Linked DNA regions of Hordeum vulgare: region 1 is linked to region 2. The links are chromatin contacts, called in public Hi-C maps. All regions are on one chromosome and are shown on one strand. The core of a region is the stretch at or near the end of the contact, and the rest is flanking DNA. Distances in the headings are between cores, read along the strand shown. Region 1 holds the start of LOC123443778 (mitochondrial outer membrane protein porin 3). Region 2 holds the start of LOC123443775 (serine/threonine-protein kinase PBL34-like).

Region 1 (4,392 bases), core at 143-2,642, 560 kb before region 2:
ATCGCGGTGATCACCATATTGCAGATTAGAAGTTTAAGCAAACGGAGTGATAAGAAAACTATACCTTCCCTGACCTCTGGTCTGGAACAACCAAGCTGAGAATTGATTTGAGCCCTGGAGTTGCAAACTCATCAACTGTGAATGTTGTCAGAAGCTGGAAGATGTGAAATATTCATCAGCGAATCAAACAAATCTCGAGAACTGTACATTGCTGTGAATTAATATTATGAAGCATAACAGAAAAGCCAAATATGTGAGAAATAACATCAAGGAAAAACAAGCAATCAGATGTTTATACATGATTCATGTGAGAGAAAAAGGGAGAGTTGGAGCAGAGGCGGCTTACATCTGACTCTGAGTTTGCTTTGATATCAACTGTCAAGTTCTTGTTCTTAAGCTGGGTCTGAAGCTCGCCAAAGATTGACTCGTTTTTCCTAGTCCCTGCAGCTGTGATTGCCTGTAGGTAAACCAAAATCATTAATATGTAGTAGCGCTAGCGCACAAATACTAGACAGAGACACGGTTACCGAAGCCATACAGGTAAAACCAAACCATCAATATGGAGCGCATAAATCATATCGAGAGACATGGTTACCTAAGCCATCATGAGTTCATCTCCTCAAGAAATGCTTCGTCTAAAGGAATCAAAAGATGCACAATCCGTGGAAGGGAAAATAGGGAAGTTCTGGCAGCTCGCTGCGAGAGTGAAGAGATGGTCCCTAAATAGAGATTTAATACCCTGGTATGGTAACACATGAGGGTCCATCCATAGTCACACGGAATGAGAAGAGCTCGACAGAGTGGCACACGGCGGCGATCTGTGTCGGCAGGGCAACGGCGGTACAGAGGCACAAAATAGAGATCGGCGGGGCCTGATTCTAACATGCATTTGCAGAGTAAGTAGTGGATCAATGTGGGGAATGCGACGCGGACCGTAACCGAGACGCTGCTCTACGGGACACAAAATAGTGAGATCGCTACGGAAGAAGCGCGGGGGAGAGGATGATAGTGGTACTCACGACGCCCTCGGGGGTGCATGTGGTGAGGGTGAACTTCTGGTGCGTGCAGTAGTCCCTGTAGAGCAGATCTGCGTGCAAACCATCACATGACAGCATCATCAAGATCGGCACCGGAGAAGCAATCAGAATCAGAATCAGAGGAGGGAAGAGAGGCTGGCGGCACCTCTGGTCTTCTTCCCGATGTCGGTGTAGAGGCCCGGAGCCATGGCGGCCGGCGACGGAGACGAATTGGTGGTCAGTGGTGGGGAGAAGAGAGCGGGAGAGAGATCGCAGGGAAGAAGCGGCAGCGCCGTGCGGAGGCTGCGGCGACCAGTTAAAATGGAGTCGTGGCAGATCTTGCCCCTACCGTTTCCACTTTACAAAATGTCTGTGTTTCCCGTGATTTTGGATGATTCGTGTGCTCGTGTCGCGTCGTGCTGGGCGGGACCGAGCAAGCTGTCGTGGGACCCCCGCGTCGGCAACGTGGAGGGAGAGGGACCTCGTCACCCTCCTCATGCCGCGCGTGGCGTGGTGGTGGATCGGAGGACTATTTCTTTTCTACTCCGTATTTTTTCAAGAAAAAATATACTGTACTACTCCCTCCGTACCTAAATATAAGTCTTTTAAGATATTTCATTAGGTGTCTACATACGGAGCAAAATGAATGAATCTAAAGTATGTCTATATACATCCGTATGTAGTCCATTAGTTGAACCTCTAGAAAGACTTATATTTAGGAACGGAGGGAGTAGTTGCGCGCGAACCACGGGGTTAGATGATGGCTAAGGTGGTTATTGCAGGTGACTGAAAAACAAATTCTGGCTGATATCAAAGGTGATTCCGGAGGCTCTTACCCATCATTAAAGACTTTATTCTTAGGTCTAGTTATTTTGGTAGTTGTTCACTTGGGTTCGAATGTATAACTTTAAATTCTGAAGCTCATAGTCATATCAGACATGCCGTTTTGCTTGATCGGGGTCGCCATTTGCTATCCCCCACCTATGCTTGATTGTATTTCCCCCTAGGGTTTACCCTTGCTCCGACGAGCTACATCGGAGTCCATTAGGGTTCTTTGTCATTCATCTGTATGGCGTAGCCACTGCTTCTCACAGATGGTGACGATGGGGAGAAGAAGGTAGACGAATGTGAGGATATTCATGAAGATAAGTCGTATCTTGGAGGAAGCGCTGTCTCACTTCAGGAGAAGAAGGATGATGAGAGGAGAAGGAAGTAGATACAGATGAAGATCCGAGGAGAAGGAGGAGGAGTATGGGTAGGGGCCCTAGAACCAAGCCTAAAGGATCCCTTTAAAGGCCTAAACCTATGCGGTAAGGAGGAGACCGATCTTGATTTCGGAGAGGAACTTGAAGAGTTGATCAACGAAGTTAGATGGTTGGCTATTTTCAAGGTTCATATCATTCATGCTTTCAGCCATGCGCCATTGTTTAATGCTATGTGTACGACATGGTTGTTGGTCAACAGATCACATTAAAAATGTTGGGATCAAATTTGTTCTTGTCCAATTTCATTCGTGCCACCTTCAAGCATCACGGGAAACTCTAGGTCCAGTTATTCGGACCACGCGACGACGTTTCGGTGTCGTTCTCCTTCGTTGAGGCACTGTCTTGTTTGCTCGTTGCATCCTTAGCGATGTATTTAGAGATGGTGGTTGCCATATTGGTTTGGTTTGGCTACTTCCCAAGTTTAGCTATGTTTTTTTGTCGAGCATCACATGCCTCTTTGCTTCGCGCACCATGTTCATGCCTCATGCGTTCATTCCATTTTTTGTACCGCCTATTGTATTCACCCTTAACTTATTCTATCAATGGAATTATATGCAAGCTATGCGCATTTGCGAAAAAATGTTGCTTGGGTTATTGGAAGAGACATGGATATGGTCCCTTGGCTGTTCCGTGGTGCAACAGTTGTTATATAGGAGTATGATGGGTTTAGTAATGTGAATAATTACAAGTTGGACACAATTCCCCTTTGGACAAGAATTCAGGGGGTGCCTGATGGACCAATGAGGAAGAAGGAATTGTGGGAGAAAGTGGCAAGCAAGGTTGGGGAACCACCTATCATAGTGATTGTCAATTAAGGCACTATAAATCAAGTTTCTCAGAGCTAAGGTCTATCTTGATGTCAATAGCGTGTTGTTCAAATTTATGTTGATAAAAATAAAGGAGAGGAAGAAATATCCAGTTTTATATGAGAACTTTCCTGATTTATTCTTCTTTTGTGGTTCGATGGGGTCATGTAGTAGACGAATGTGGAGATGGAGTTCATGAACAAGAAAAATACGAGTGGGGTGATTGGCTTAGATAGAACTTTGGCACAACTATTGCAAGACAAGATGCTGGTAGAGCGGGCGGTGATAAAGTGACAAGGGGTCGTGAGAGAGGCTAGGGAAGAGGAGATCATGGTCTAGGAGATGGGAGTGGTAGAAGTGGGTGTGGGGGAGCATGAAGAGGTAGAGGTGAGTGGAATGACACGAATAATGATGGTTTGGGTTTTACTCAGCACAATCAAGCAAATGATCTTGACAAAAATAAAATTTCTAGGAAGCGTCTTGTGTCATAAATGAAGCACTCAATATGTAGGGACAAGCACTACCAAACATGGCAGACAAAGTGGCGGGGACCATGTTCATGATTCAAAGCAATGCAACAAGCACTGAGGGAGCATCGACATTGGATACTTTGGGCAAGGTACCTATTGTCAAGAGAAAGAGGCAAGGAAATGGTGAAGAGGGGATGATTGTGATATGATGAATGAGGCAGACTCCAAAGCGGAGGACCGGCACGCGAAATGAGGACCCTATGTTGGAACTTACATGGGATTGGCGACCCTGCAACACTTCGAGAGCTCTGCGGGCTGATATGTCTCCAATGTTTTTTTTATTGTTTCATGCTACTTTTGTATCAATCTTATATACTTTAAAGGTCATTTTATATCATTTTTTGGGAATCAACATATTAACCTAGCGTCGAGTGCTATTTCATGTTTTTGCTTGTTTTTCATTTTCCAGAAAATTAATACCAAATTAAGTCCAAAAACGATAAAACCTTACAATAATTTTTTCTGGACTAGAAGGCCCCCTAGAAGGTTCAAGAGGAGACAAGAAGACCTACGAGAGAGCCACGAGCTCACAAGGCGCGCCCTAGGGGGTAGGGCGTGCCCCTGAGCTCGTGACTCCCTCGTAACATGTTTTGACCTAATTCCACCTCTGTCTATTATCAAATATTCCCAAAACATCAGAGGGAGCCCCAAAACACCTTTTCCGCTATCTGATGTCTCTCTTCCACCATGATCCCATCTGAAGGCATTTTATGGTACTCTGTCGGAGGGGAATCGATCACGGAGGCCATCTAAATCAACCTTGCTGCCTCCATGA
Region 2 (4,534 bases), core at 1,408-3,907:
TCATACATTTTAGAAATGTGGAATGTTTTAGGTGCAACTCAACTGAATCAAATAGTCTGCTTGGACATTTGAAAATAAGATATAAGTTTTCTCACTGAAGTGAGCTTTAATGCTAAAGGTATAACACTCATAACACAATAATAATTGATTTGTAAGAAAATAGAGTGTGTGACAATTTGAAGTGACATGGTACAAAGATTATGATATAACCATCAATCGGAAGCACTCTTTACATTTTAGTTTTTGTCCATATACCATAACTATAACTAGCTGTTCCTGCTTGAGCATTTCAATTGATACTTCATTTGGACGTATCCTTTTGTTCATATTCTGAAGCATGCATAAATAGAACCCTCAATGTTAAATCTTGCAACAAAAGTTGCCTACCATACTTAATTACAGAGAGATATCAATTATGCATAACACCATGTGGCCAAACGGTAATTAATTGTATGTGTCTAAAAGCGTACGGACAAAAATAGACAAGCATTGAATTTAATGACATTTGAGCGTCGCTTCAGCTCCTCCTAGTCAGTAATCACCACTCCTGCAGCAACAAAACATCACCTTGCATTTTACCTGAGGTACTTCTGCTTCAACCACTACGGAATGCCCTATTACCAACAACCTGCAAACTTAACCCCACAAGTGTAAGCCACGCCCTTTTATACTAACAATTTAACAGCAGGCCCCCGAAATAGTTGCTGGAGCAGCAGCCTATCACAGATACCGCTCGATCTTAGCAAACCAAAGCGAGAAGACATGAGATTTTTGACAAAATCGGACGGCAATGTGGCCATGTGTAAGTGTATGGAATTAAATCCAATTCTGTACCAAACATGACAATATGTCCAGAGTTTATGCAGCAGATGACTTTGTGGAGTCATACATTTTAGAAATGTGGAATGTTTTAGGTGCAACTCAACTGAATCAAATAGTCTGCTTGAACATTTGAAAACAAGATATAAGTTTTCTCACTGAAGTGAGCTTTAATGCTAAAGGTATAACACTAATAACACAATAAAAATTGATTTATAAGAAAATAGAGTGTGTGACAATTTGAAGTGACATGGTACAAAGATTATGACATAACCATCAATTGGAAGCACTCTTTATATTTTAGTTTGTGTCCATATACCATAACTATAACTAGTGTTTCCTGCTTGAGCATTTCAATTGATACTTCATTTGGACGTATCCGTTTGTTCATATTCTGAAGCATGCATAAATAGAACCCTAAATGTTAAATCTTGCAACAAAAGTTGCCTAACGTACTTAATTACAGAGAAATATCAAATATGCATAATACCACGTGGCCAAATGGTAATTAATTGTATGTGTCTAAAAGCGTACGGACAAAAATAGACAAGCACTGAATTTAACGACATTTGAGCGTCGCTTCAGCTCCTCCTAGTCAGTAATCACCACTCCTGCAGCAACAAAACATCACCTTGCATTTTACCTGAGGTACTCCTGCTTCAACCACTACGGAATCCCCTATTACCAGCAACCCGCAAACTTAACCCCACAAGTGTAAGCCACGCCCTTTTATACTAACAATTTAACAGCAGGCCCCCGAAATAGTTGCTGGAGCAGCAGCCTATCACAGATACCGCTCGATCTTAGCAAACCAAAGCGAGACGACATGGGATTTTTGACAAAATCGGACGGCCAAGGGGGACGAGAACTGAAGATCCAATGGCTGTCATCGCTAATAGCCTGAGATGGATGGAAAGTTGTACGGTTTTAATGTCTCTAAATGGGTTATGGCAGCACTCAAACATGGCACAACATTCAGTTTACATCATCTCATGATGTACCAGCGCACGTAAATAAAGCAGAAACATCTCATCCCAAGCCACCCCACACCATACCAACCACCCTTAAATACCACCCACCAGAGCACAGCAACACATCCAATTTCATCATACAACGCTCCCATCGCCATCAACTTAACTTCAAAAGATATAGAATAAAAAAGTTCAGGCATCTGCCATCTTGAGTGCTCAAAGACAAGACACACAGCACCCGAGCAATCAATCAAACGTACGGGCAAGCACCAGGTATTAACAGACGCGAAAGCCTAGGCGGCTGGTAGTGCTGGAGAGCAGGGAAGCAGACCGGGAAGTAAACACGATGTCTGGTAGGAGTGAGAGCATTTTACCGCTGGCGTTGGCGCAGGCTCCGCTGGTGGAGGAGTCGACCTTGGAGCCCGACGACATGCATCCGCCGCCCAGTCGCGGTAGCCGGATCCAGCAACCAGTCGGAGGCGCCGCGTCCTCCTCGTCCATTGCCGCCTCCTTCCCCTTCCGCCGCCTCACATCCTGGCCCCGCCGCGTCCCCTCCTTCCCCATCTCCTATCCAACCCACCCGCCGCCGCCGCCCCGCGCACCGACCGACAGAGAAGACCTTCAGCAGCAGCGTCCCCATTGCTTCTCGGCGCGGCAATGGAAGCCGCCCGCGCGGCCTCCGGCGGAAGAGGAGGCGAGCATCGGGACGAGCGGAAGGGAGAAGCAGGGAAGGAACTAGCGAGAGAGTGTGAAGAGGGGTGGGGGTGTCGGGGCAGGGGAAAGGGTAGGCTGCAGGAAAGGATTCGGGTTCGGGCAGTGCGGGCAAGGTAGTGGGAATTTGGCAAAAGACCAAAGACCGAGGGCTGGGCGACGAGGAAGGAGGAGGCTGCGACCGGAACGCTGGTCGCTTCTTTATGGCCGCCTTCCACACAGCCACACAGGAGCGCCCGTTTCTGATACGATTTAGCCCAACGCCCCTATGAAAAATACACAGTTTTTTCTTTCTTTCTTTTTTCACGAATACGCAAAGATTATTTATCATTGCATTGATATGACAGGTAAAAAAGTACAGTTCTCGGTTACAAGACCCACGCATATACAGCCGACATGGGTCAAAAAAGACACGGGTTGCTCGTCCCGGGTACATCAAAAGAGTTCTACCTTTTAGAAATCATGATTGCCAAGCCGTTGGCGCCGGCGCTAGCCCATAGGCGCACGTCTTCTTGAATGCGCTGTAATAGTCTCGTGGCTGAAGGTGATCGAAGATACAACCGTTCCTATGCTTCTAGATTGTCGATGGAGTGAGTGCGATGATGGAGTTGAGCTCTTTTGGGAGGGCGGCGGGGGATGTGGAGCATGCGGTAGTCCACCATTCCACGAACGGTGTGTCCGGGCTCGGGATCATAGCAGTCGAGCAACACCATGAGAGGACCTCGTGGCATACATGTCGCGAGAACGGGCAGGCAGCGAACAGATGATGTATGTCTTCGGTAGCCTGATCGCTGAGTGCACACATGTCGTTGTGTGGCAGCCCATGTCGAGCGAGGCGGCCCGCCGTCCAACAAAGATCCTCCAAAGGCAAGCCACATGAAGACCATGATGCGTGGGGGGGGGGGCAATTCTTCCATGTTAACTTCCACGATGCATCAAGCGTAGAGCCGTGGAAGAGGGTCAGGTAACAGGATTTGGCCGAGTACATGCCGGACTCCGTCCACCTCCAGCGCAGCTCGTACGGGCCAGCCTTAAGAGTTCTATGACGCATCATGCGTCAGAGTTCAACGTACTGCACAAGGGCCGCAGGGCCCAGGGCGCCAGCAATGTCGCACACCCAAGTGCGTCCAGGTAGCCGCTCTGTCACCGTCCGGTCTCGACGACTGCGTTTAGGGACCAGCGCATAGACTAGCGGTGCGAGCTCTGAGATGGCCTTGCCATCAAGCCAGGGGTCGGTCCAGAATTTGCAAGTCCGCCCATCTCGTACCTCCCAGGAAGTGGAGGCGCGGAATATCTCCAAGGCCGCGGGGTCGTGTGGGAGGTGAAGCTGGCTCCAGGGGCACGACGCGTCGGTGCGCTGGAGCCATAGCCACCGCACATGTAGCGCAACACCGGTGCACTGCAGGTCACGAATCCCCATGCCTCCGAGGAAAGCAGGGCGGCACACGTGGTCCCAGTTCACGCGACACTGTCCATCTTGCGCGTCCTTGAGCCCAACCACAAGAAACCACAGATGATCCGGTTCACACGTGTGAGGATGGTCTTGTTGATGGCGATGGCGACTAGGATATGGATGGGCATGGGGGAGAGGACATGCCGACAAAGGGCGAGGCGGTCCCCAAGAGAGAGCATGGAACCGAGCTAAGTAGAGAGATTCTTCTCCGATCGCTCGACAAGCGGCATCAGGTACGATGTGGATGGCTTGCAGACGGATGGCGGGAGGGTGAGGTACCTCACCGGGAACTAGGCGATTGGGCAGGACATCTCGGTCGCGATCGTGTTGACGTGCTCGTTGATGCAGCGGATGGGTGAGGTGCAGCACTTGGCGAAGTTTGTGCGAAGGCCCGAAGCCATGCCAAACGTGTCGAGCACGCCTCAGACGGTGCGGATATCATGGGCATCGGGGTGGCAGAAGATGACGACACCGTCCGCGAAGAGAGAGACACTGGATGCCAGGTGCCTCGTAGTCAGCCTGTGAAGGCAGCCCTGCTCGATGTCCCGTTGAATAGCAAGTTGAGCACATCGATGACAAG

The links. A called contact is a pair of places that touch in the nucleus more often than the background predicts.
Region 1: a Hi-C map of seedling shows a contact between it and region 2, with 2.5 times the contacts expected there. The contact joins the promoter of LOC123443778 here to the promoter of LOC123443775 in region 2. A contact is called at or near these places in 3 of 6 Hi-C or Micro-C datasets (leaf and seedling) and 1 of 1 datasets of contacts at active chromatin or transcription factors (embryo).

The regions. Positions count from the first base shown.
Region 1 is chr3H:335,163,157-335,167,548 of MorexV3_pseudomolecules_assembly, reverse strand. It overlaps LOC123443778 (mitochondrial outer membrane protein porin 3), which reads right to left and starts at 1,392. Exons shown (of 6, transcript XM_045120305.1): 1 at 1,183-1,392; 2 at 1,020-1,087; 3 at 347-457; 4 at 65-154. The coding sequence starts at 1,225.
Region 2 is chr3H:334,600,611-334,605,144 of MorexV3_pseudomolecules_assembly, reverse strand. It overlaps LOC123443775 (serine/threonine-protein kinase PBL34-like), which reads right to left and starts at 2,657. Exons shown (of 6, transcript XM_045120303.1): 1 at 2,165-2,657. The coding sequence starts at 2,354.